Regions from separate parts of the Zea mays genome. Here region 2 is linked to region 1. A link is a contact called in public Hi-C data. All regions are on one chromosome and are shown on one strand. Each heading gives the region's core, a stretch centred on a gene start, on an enhancer-like site or on the middle of the called end of the contact. The rest is flanking DNA. Distances are from core to core; before and after follow the strand shown.

Region 1 (4,031 bases), core at 983-3,482:
TAGCCCAGTTGGTTCGTTCACCAGGTGTGCGAGCGATCGGGCGTGGGTTCAATCCCAAGGATCGATACCCCGTGCCTCACTTTAGATCTTGTTCGGTTATTCCAGTTACATGTGTATTGGAATAGATTGGGATGGATTTTGACTTGTAATGGATTTAAACCAACTCAATACCACCCAATCCACATGGATTAATGGTGAAACGAACAAGCCCTTTTAGGGTACCACACACGCGTGCGCGTTCCATGGTACCACGTGTTTCTCACACACTAGAGGTCTAGACCTCTAAATCCCTCTTTAATGTATGTATTAGACACACGTGTGTGTGCGTGTGTTGTGTAGTGGTGTGAGTTTGTGGCGTCGTTGTACCCTATAAAAAACTATTATGCTTGGAGTCCTATTCTCAATCAGTCAGCAGCACCAAAGTAACAGTCATCTTTCATTTCTAAAGTCTAAACTCGAGTGTGAGCTGCGGGGTGTCTTGTAATAAGTGCAGACTGATGCCTCTTCTATGAAGAGGTCTGAAGCCAGAATTTTTTTCCCATTACCTAAAAAAAGCATTCATTGCAAACTTTTTTTAGTAAAATTAAAACATAAGATAGTTAGGTCGCCTCTAGACAAATCATCTAGCTTTTTCCCGGTCAAAAGAAGTGACCTGTTCTGCCTTTATATATGTAATAGCGACACTCTGGTAACCAACCAGTAGAAACGTATACATCCAAAGACACAAAAATAGACCCCGAAGGCGATATTTCAGCTGCTCATAGCCCCAACTACAAACCTAATCCACCGCTCAAAACACCAACAGCTAACTGTTATCAGGTCATGCAAATAATCAACGACTAAAGCTTACATCCACATAATTTTGACTCCTAAAAGTTTCCTAGACTGGTAGACAACCCTAAACCAACCTCCAGGTGCTGTAGCATATGCCGCTGAACCTATGCGATCGATAGCAGCATTAAAAGCAGGCGGCCACCGGCCAGCGACCCTATTATTCTGCAACTAAATAGTTATAGGCCAGCACGTCCCTATCGCAAATGGCACTGCTGCTGGGAGACAATTCTTTTTTTTTCTAAATAGCATTCAAGCGATTTGCTTTGTTTCCGTGATCATATTGTATCTTCAGGGCCCATCAATTGTTATGATTGTAGATGAAGAATTAATGCGATGATATTCAGGACCATACAGCGATCGACATGCATTCGATTCGATCTGCTGTGTCGAATCCACAGGAACAAGAACAGGAACAAATCTAAGTACCTCACCGATCTACTAGAACAACATGCATCTCTTATCAGGAAAAAAAAACAGAATATGAAGAAACATGCCTAGCTATTGTATGGCAAGCGTGCATTAGAACTCTCTTCCGGACAAATAAAAAAACCACGAGTTTTGTCAAAGAAGCTGAATCGTGGAAAGGGAAAGTGGCTTGAAGTTTCACCGTCAGGTGCTTTTAATGAGCACGAACTCGCATCTAAATTCTGGAATGAAAGATGCAACGTGTGGTTTTGTACCTCGACTCGGTTCCAAATAAAGCAAGATCTTAACACGGAGTGCCCCAAAAAAGAGAACGACCAAAATCTTACTACTTTTGATTTTGAGAAGGACCAAAAGAGCGAGCAATCTTGTCCCAGCAGTCTTTTGGCACTGCCCGAGCCTCCTAAGAACATAGATTCCACAGACGTACAGAGCGTGGGGAAAGATCACAGAACAGGGGGAGGGAGGGAGGGAGGGAAAGGCTGCGGAGTCTTACTTCCAGACGTCGTGCTCCCGGTCGGCAGCCGCGGCGGCGGCCGTGCGGCGGGAGGCGGGCATGGGGGTTAGCCACTGGGAGTAGTCGCGGTCGAAGAACTCCCAGTCCGGGAGCAGGACGCCGGCGATGGCGAGGATGCCGAAGCCGTACGTGACCGCCGCCTTGCGCAGCGACGCCGTGGCCAGCCCCGTGAGCGCCACGGCCGCCGCCAGCGCCACGAGGCTACGCCGTAGCATCTCGTCCCTCCCCATGCCGCCCGCAGCTCCCGGACCCTCGGCCGCCAGCCGATCCCCCAACCCACTCGCTCCTCCTCCTTCCCCTGGCGACACGAAACGAGAAGCGCGTGCGCCCTGCGCTGCTGCTACCGCTGCCGCTGCCGCTGCCGCCGCCTGCCTCGGTTTCCTTCCCGTCCCGTCCCCCTGGCGGCCTGGCCTGGCCCCGGTTTGGCTGGCTAGGCTCGCTTCGCTTGCTGCCGTGGCGGGATGGTCTCTCTGCGACTGCGCGTAGGCTTCTGGCGCCGCGACATGGACTGGACTCGGTCTATTTTTATGGCGTGGGCGGAGGTGGGGTTTGGGCGTTTAGCAGGCAGGCAGGCAGGCATGTGGGGCCAGCCAGTGGATCAGCAGGGCGCTGTCAGGAGTTATCAGGCAGCTTAGCCGAGAAAAACCAAACGCACTCCACACGTAACACGTTCAGCCGGGCCGGGCGGAAAATGCAGCTTCAAAAGCACGGGGCATCGCGTATTCAACTTTGAAGATTTTGCTGGAAATCCTCGCTTTCACGATGGACCAATTATATGCCTTGTCTTCGTAGAATGCAAGCAGTCTCTTGTCTGTACTTGCCATTTCACGTTTTAGACAAACCTGAGTCCGAGATTTTAGACCTTCAGAGTTACAAATAACGCATGAAATGTGATTTGAGAAATAGCTTGGCTGGTTGGGTTGATTATAGCAGAACGGACATGTACTCGGCTTCGCTAGTTTCTCGCGTTTTTTTTTTTTTGCTATTTTTTTATTCTAGATTAAGGGCTTCTTTAGAACGCAATAATTTCATAGGAATGGTATAAAAATTTCACAAAATTTAGTTCAAAAACACATAAAAAAGCACATGATTCAGGATTTTCATCCTTTGATCCAAAGAGGCATAATAGGGTTATTCTTTCAATGATGAACAATGTGGGCTCCTTTGGAACACAGAAAATTCACAGGAATAGTATACAAAATTCACAGGAATTAGTTTAAAATAATCCTTTGATCCAAAGAAGGACTACGTTTTTCGACACAGTAAGACTAATGGCCAGAGTAAGCTCATATTTCAGAGCCTTGTCATTCACTTGTGGCCTTGTGTGGGGTTTGAATCTAACAACTACGAAAATAGTTTAGAATTACTAAAAAAACAAATTTTTGAGTGACGACATGTGCCCTCGCTTTACTCTGCCTCTCTCGCAGGAGTCGCTATTGATTCGGCGGCCCAGAAAACATATCTCATCGGCAGATTGATTACCCAATGAACGTACTATCATTCTCTGTGGTTTGCACGCTAACATTTGCTTTTGCGCGCGGGTAGAAAGAAACGTGACTTTTTCACGTGCCTGCGTAACCACGTCAGCAGAGTTAGTAGGACTGTGGCGCAGGTAGTTAATCCGCGGGCGATTCTATTAGGTATTCTGGTTGAGCTAACTGTGTGTCGACGGTGGGCCCCGTCGGAGAAGCTAAAAAAATTTGACCATCTCTCTCCATCCTTTCTCATTTTCTGTCTCCCTCTCCCTCCATACGTTTTCTCATTTATATCGTGTCATCGTGTGGTGCCGTGCCTGCTGCGTCGCATCTTCCTTGCATAGCGAGGCGAAAGCCTGCAGGTGGTTGGAGTCGGCTAGTAGCCTAGTATAGTACCCAAGTTGATCCCGCCATCGGAGACGCGACAGCCGGTCATGCGACGGGACAAAAAAAAAATGCTGTGTACCACTACCACCACAACGCAAGGTTCTCTTCTCCTCTAGGTCCCAGGCAGTCAGTGATCACGAGGAACACGCTTCCTTCCGAGACGAGATGGGTCCAGTGGAGCGGCGCTTCCCCGCCGTTGCCTAATCGCCCACTCCAAAAGCCACCAGCGGCCAGCGCGCGACGGCGCTACGGCACCCGGCGGCACGGCAGCCTGCCTACCACCGCGTCCAATGGCAGTTAACAGGCCACGGCCCCCAACACGCTGCCATAGTGGCATGGCAGGCCGCCGTGCCCAAAGCCCCAAACAGCTGGCTTTTCCAATATGTTTATGATAG
Region 2 (4,031 bases), core at 638-3,137, 170 kb after region 1:
TGTGTAACAGTGTTCCAGCGACGTAAGAGGTTAAATCTATATCAAACCTAAGCATATTCACCCTTTCCATTTGAAGCCAGCATCAAGATGATTATGGATTAGAAGCATGCTAAGCAGTCTGTAGAAAAATTATGAAACTTGCTGTACTATATATGTTTAGAGTTTAATCAAGGTTTGTTGTTTATTGACATCTTAACCAAAGTTATCTACAAAAAAAAAATAGTACCTAAGTCTCATGTGTCTATCAATCAAAGTTCTCGAATATTTCTCGTTCAGCTCAACTTACCAATCAAAATGCCCAGTTCTATCACAAGGAAAGCTCACCAACCAATGTGTATACAAAATAATAATGCTTGCCCAAACCCTTCTCACAAGATTCATCTCAACAACCTCTAGCCCCCTAAGGAGAGGTAGGACTAGAACGTATGTATAACATTTAAAAGTTTTGATCATAGCAACCAGCAGCTTATATCAACGACATTCAAAATTTATAGCAAAGCAAGAACATAAATAGATAAATCAAGTGATCCATCTTGTCACAACAAGTTAGCCAGCACCTGAAAATAAAACAATAATCCTAATATCAACAGTTCAACGCAGAAGGGTTGCCAGGGATGAAGCCTAAACAAAACAGAGTAAAAATCAACCTACATAAGCAGTACCTGATAATTCTTTGGAGCGGTCCGAATGGGAGTTGCAGAGGCATTGGCAGATTCATCTTCTTCAGCCTCGCCCCCAGCAGCAAATATGCCGCTTCCTGTCATCTCCTTCCACTTGGGAGCAGAGCATGGTTTCCTGAAGGGGGAAAAGGAACGGCTTGGTGAGCCACAGCTCCCTCCGTGTACTAATCTGAAATCTTAATAATCAATGAAACTATGACGATATACAGAACTTGACAAAACATGGACAAATCAGGAGACTTGTGACCAACACAAATTCATCGATTGTGCACTAGAGCCGTATTAGTTGTTTAAACAGTGCAAGTGATCTTGAACGAAACTATGTTTAGCAACTCGTCTTCAGCATACCTTATTAGCTGAAAATTTTGAAGGATGCGATCAGTTTTCGATACTCCAACATAGTTGGTGAGATGGCAATTACATGAACAGCTAAACCATAGTCACATTACGGTAATACTACTAGCAAAACTTTTTCAGGAGCCTATAGAGCAGAACCGAGAAAGAAACTCTAAAAGAACAGAATTAAGACTTTGGCGCGCAAATCTCAGCAAACCTCAAATCCAACGAATTTCTCCACCCACAGCAGCACAGATCAACAACGGCACATACAAAAGAAATAACAGTGCCCAAAGTTGTGCCGTAAATCTCGGGAGATCTGGTCGCCAAGGCCAGAAGGTCGTCATCAGGCAACAGAATAAGAACAGAACACAAAATCCCACCCCCACCCTGGCAAGAGAATATGGCCGGGCAAACGCCCGGAAGCTCACCTCTTGTTGAGGCTCTCGGCCTCCTCCTCCGTCACCTGCCCGCCGAACACCACCTTCCTGAGCGCCTCCGACGGCTGCACCGAACAGAGAACAGAAAGGTTCAGGCAGGGTGAAGTCCTCCCACAAATCAGCCAGTGTACCTGGGGCGCCCAGTGGGGAAGCGAAAGGAAGGCGCTCACCTGATGCGGCCGGCGGTTGGATGGCGGCGTGGCCCCGGCGGGCGACTCCTGCGGCGCCCCCTCCGGCCAGATCAGCAGGTCCGCCGTCGACGTGTGAGACTTCCTCACCGGTGCCGGCCTCTCCATGTCGCCCTCCTCTCCCACCGCCTCTTCTTTCCTTCGCACACCCTTCTGTCTCTCGCTCTCCTGCTGGGGACGGACGGGGTGCTGTGCTCCTTGGCCTTGGTTTCTCTCTCTAGCTCGCTGGGGGCCGGCAGCCGTGGTTTCTCTCTCTAAAAAGGCGAGGGGAGGCGAGGCTGGGAGTGGAGTGTGGAGTCGAATGGAAGGAAGGTGCGGGGTCGCTGTGTGGTGCTTACGGGCCCCCACACTCTTTCAAAGAGCCCACTGCGCACGCACCGGCACACCACCACCCACCCTCCGCAGCCAATGACACGCAGGACCGGGCGTCGGCCAGCCGATCTCCGCGAGGCGCTGCCAGCCGGGGCCCGCGGCGGGAGGGTTGACCCCGTGACGGCCGGACGGGACGGGACGCCCGGTAGCTATCACGTTCGCGACGCCGTACGCTGCGGCCGTGTCAGTATTTGAAATTTTGAACGCTTGCGGGCGGCTCGCACGGAACGGGGGGCCGGGCGGTCCCGTAACGGTCGCCGTTTCTGTCTCCTCTCTCTTTCTCTCCTGTTTGTTCTGTCAGCCACGGACACGGGCAGGACCAGCCAGGCTGCAGGCTGACAACAAGTCAAGAATGTTCTGGATCTTGTATTCATGTGCCATGCAAGTACGGCTACTCCGTACGTGCTACGGTTGATTTTAATGTTGTGTAATTTCCCTCCTGTTTTAAACGTTCAACCACTATTTTATTTTGGACTGATTAGTTTATCTTAAACATCGCATATTTAAAAAGTGGCGGCAGTAGAAAACTTGGTCCAGGCGACTTCCCTCTTTATGCGGAGGGAAAAGGAGCACGCACTGTTTTTTTTACCATGGAAGATAAAGATATCGTAGACTTAGGTTGTGTTTGAATGCACTATAGCTAATAATTAGTGGCTAAATTAGTTAATAGTTATGTAGCTATTTGTTAGTTAGCTAATTTCGCTAATAATTTTTAACCAATTAACTATTAGTTCTAATGCATTCAAACACCGCTTAGGCTATTTTTAGTGCAAAATTTTACCTTTTCTCTATAAAAAAACATCCTAACGGTGTTTTTATTCGGCTTTCTGAACCAAATCCGTTGCTACAAATAAGGAATTTCAATCAAACGAGTACAATATTAGAATAGACTTATGAAAATCTATATATTTCAATATTTCAATCCATTATCACCTTATACCCTAATGTTTCCGGCCAGATTACTATCGTCTATGTTATAAGCTATCATGCTCCTATATAATTTACAGGTGACATTTGTTTCAACCAAATATATTTTAGCTTTTCCATAACCATCAACTCGCAGCAGCTTTCTCGCAACTAACTACTACAATCATGTTTTTTATAAATCTACAACTAAACAAAACATACCTTAAGTCCCTCTACCATATAAAGCACCAGTTTGAACCGTAGTTGGTTTACACGATTCACATTCATCATCATCATCACCATCCCTCTTCGCGCTTTAAAAAAACAAGGTAAAATTATACACAAGTGGAGGGTAAAATTTGATTGTGGGCTCCACAATTACACCCACATAACCAACAAAATACGCAGCAAAGTCTATCCATGTGATATGATCATCCATAAAACTCTCTCTATCTCTCTCTCTCCTTATTAAGACCCTCTTTGTTAGGGCTCTAGCATCAACAACTTTAACTCTGGCTTTGGCTCCTCTGCAAAAATAGCTCCCTCCTTTTTTTTATGAAGACCATTTAGAGGAGCACCCCATTTGGTTCGAGAAAGGCTATTTTAGAGACCCAGTTGTGCGTGGGGAAGATCCGAGGCTACCCACGAAAAGAGTTTGGCCCCTTACATGGACGTCATTGCGAGGGAATCCGACCAGAACTAGGGAGCTTGCACGAGATACCTTCGTAAAAATATTGGAGTGGTCAACTAGAAATTGTATCTTACATTGGAGTGGTCAACTAGAAATTGTATCTTACCACCTTTTAGCTTTCAGGTTTATATTATATACCTTGGTTGCGTGTTTTATCTTTCTATCTTAGCTGATAGGCTAGTTGATAAGTTCAGAAACTAGGCTACGTAACTCTTTGCGGTAGAGATAGTAGCACATCTAATCAAAATTATACTTGCATATATATATATATATATATATATATATATATATATATATATATATATATATATATAGTTTATTTATTGCAGAGGTTTTGGATAGGCACATATTAGATTACGTAGTGTGCGAAATAAATTTTAAGTTGACCACTTCACCCTCCTTTTAGGCGCCACAGTTT

What was found. Hi-C and Micro-C count contacts between places; a contact is called where the count stands out from the background.
Region 2: a contact with region 1 is called in a Hi-C map of ear, with 1.7 times the contacts expected there. The contact joins the promoter of LOC100274081 here to the promoter of LOC100278684 in region 1. A contact is called at or near these places in 2 of 25 Hi-C or Micro-C datasets (ear and leaf).

Annotation. Positions count from the first base shown.
Region 1 is chr2:219,037,829-219,041,859 of Zm-B73-REFERENCE-NAM-5.0, forward strand. LOC100278684 reads right to left here and starts at 2,233. Exons shown (of 2, transcript NM_001291592.1): 1 at 1,754-2,233. The coding sequence starts at 2,004.
Region 2 is chr2:219,204,961-219,208,991 of Zm-B73-REFERENCE-NAM-5.0, forward strand. It overlaps LOC100274081, which reads right to left and starts at 1,888. Exons shown (of 4, transcript NM_001148460.1): 1 at 1,448-1,888; 2 at 663-795. The coding sequence starts at 1,752.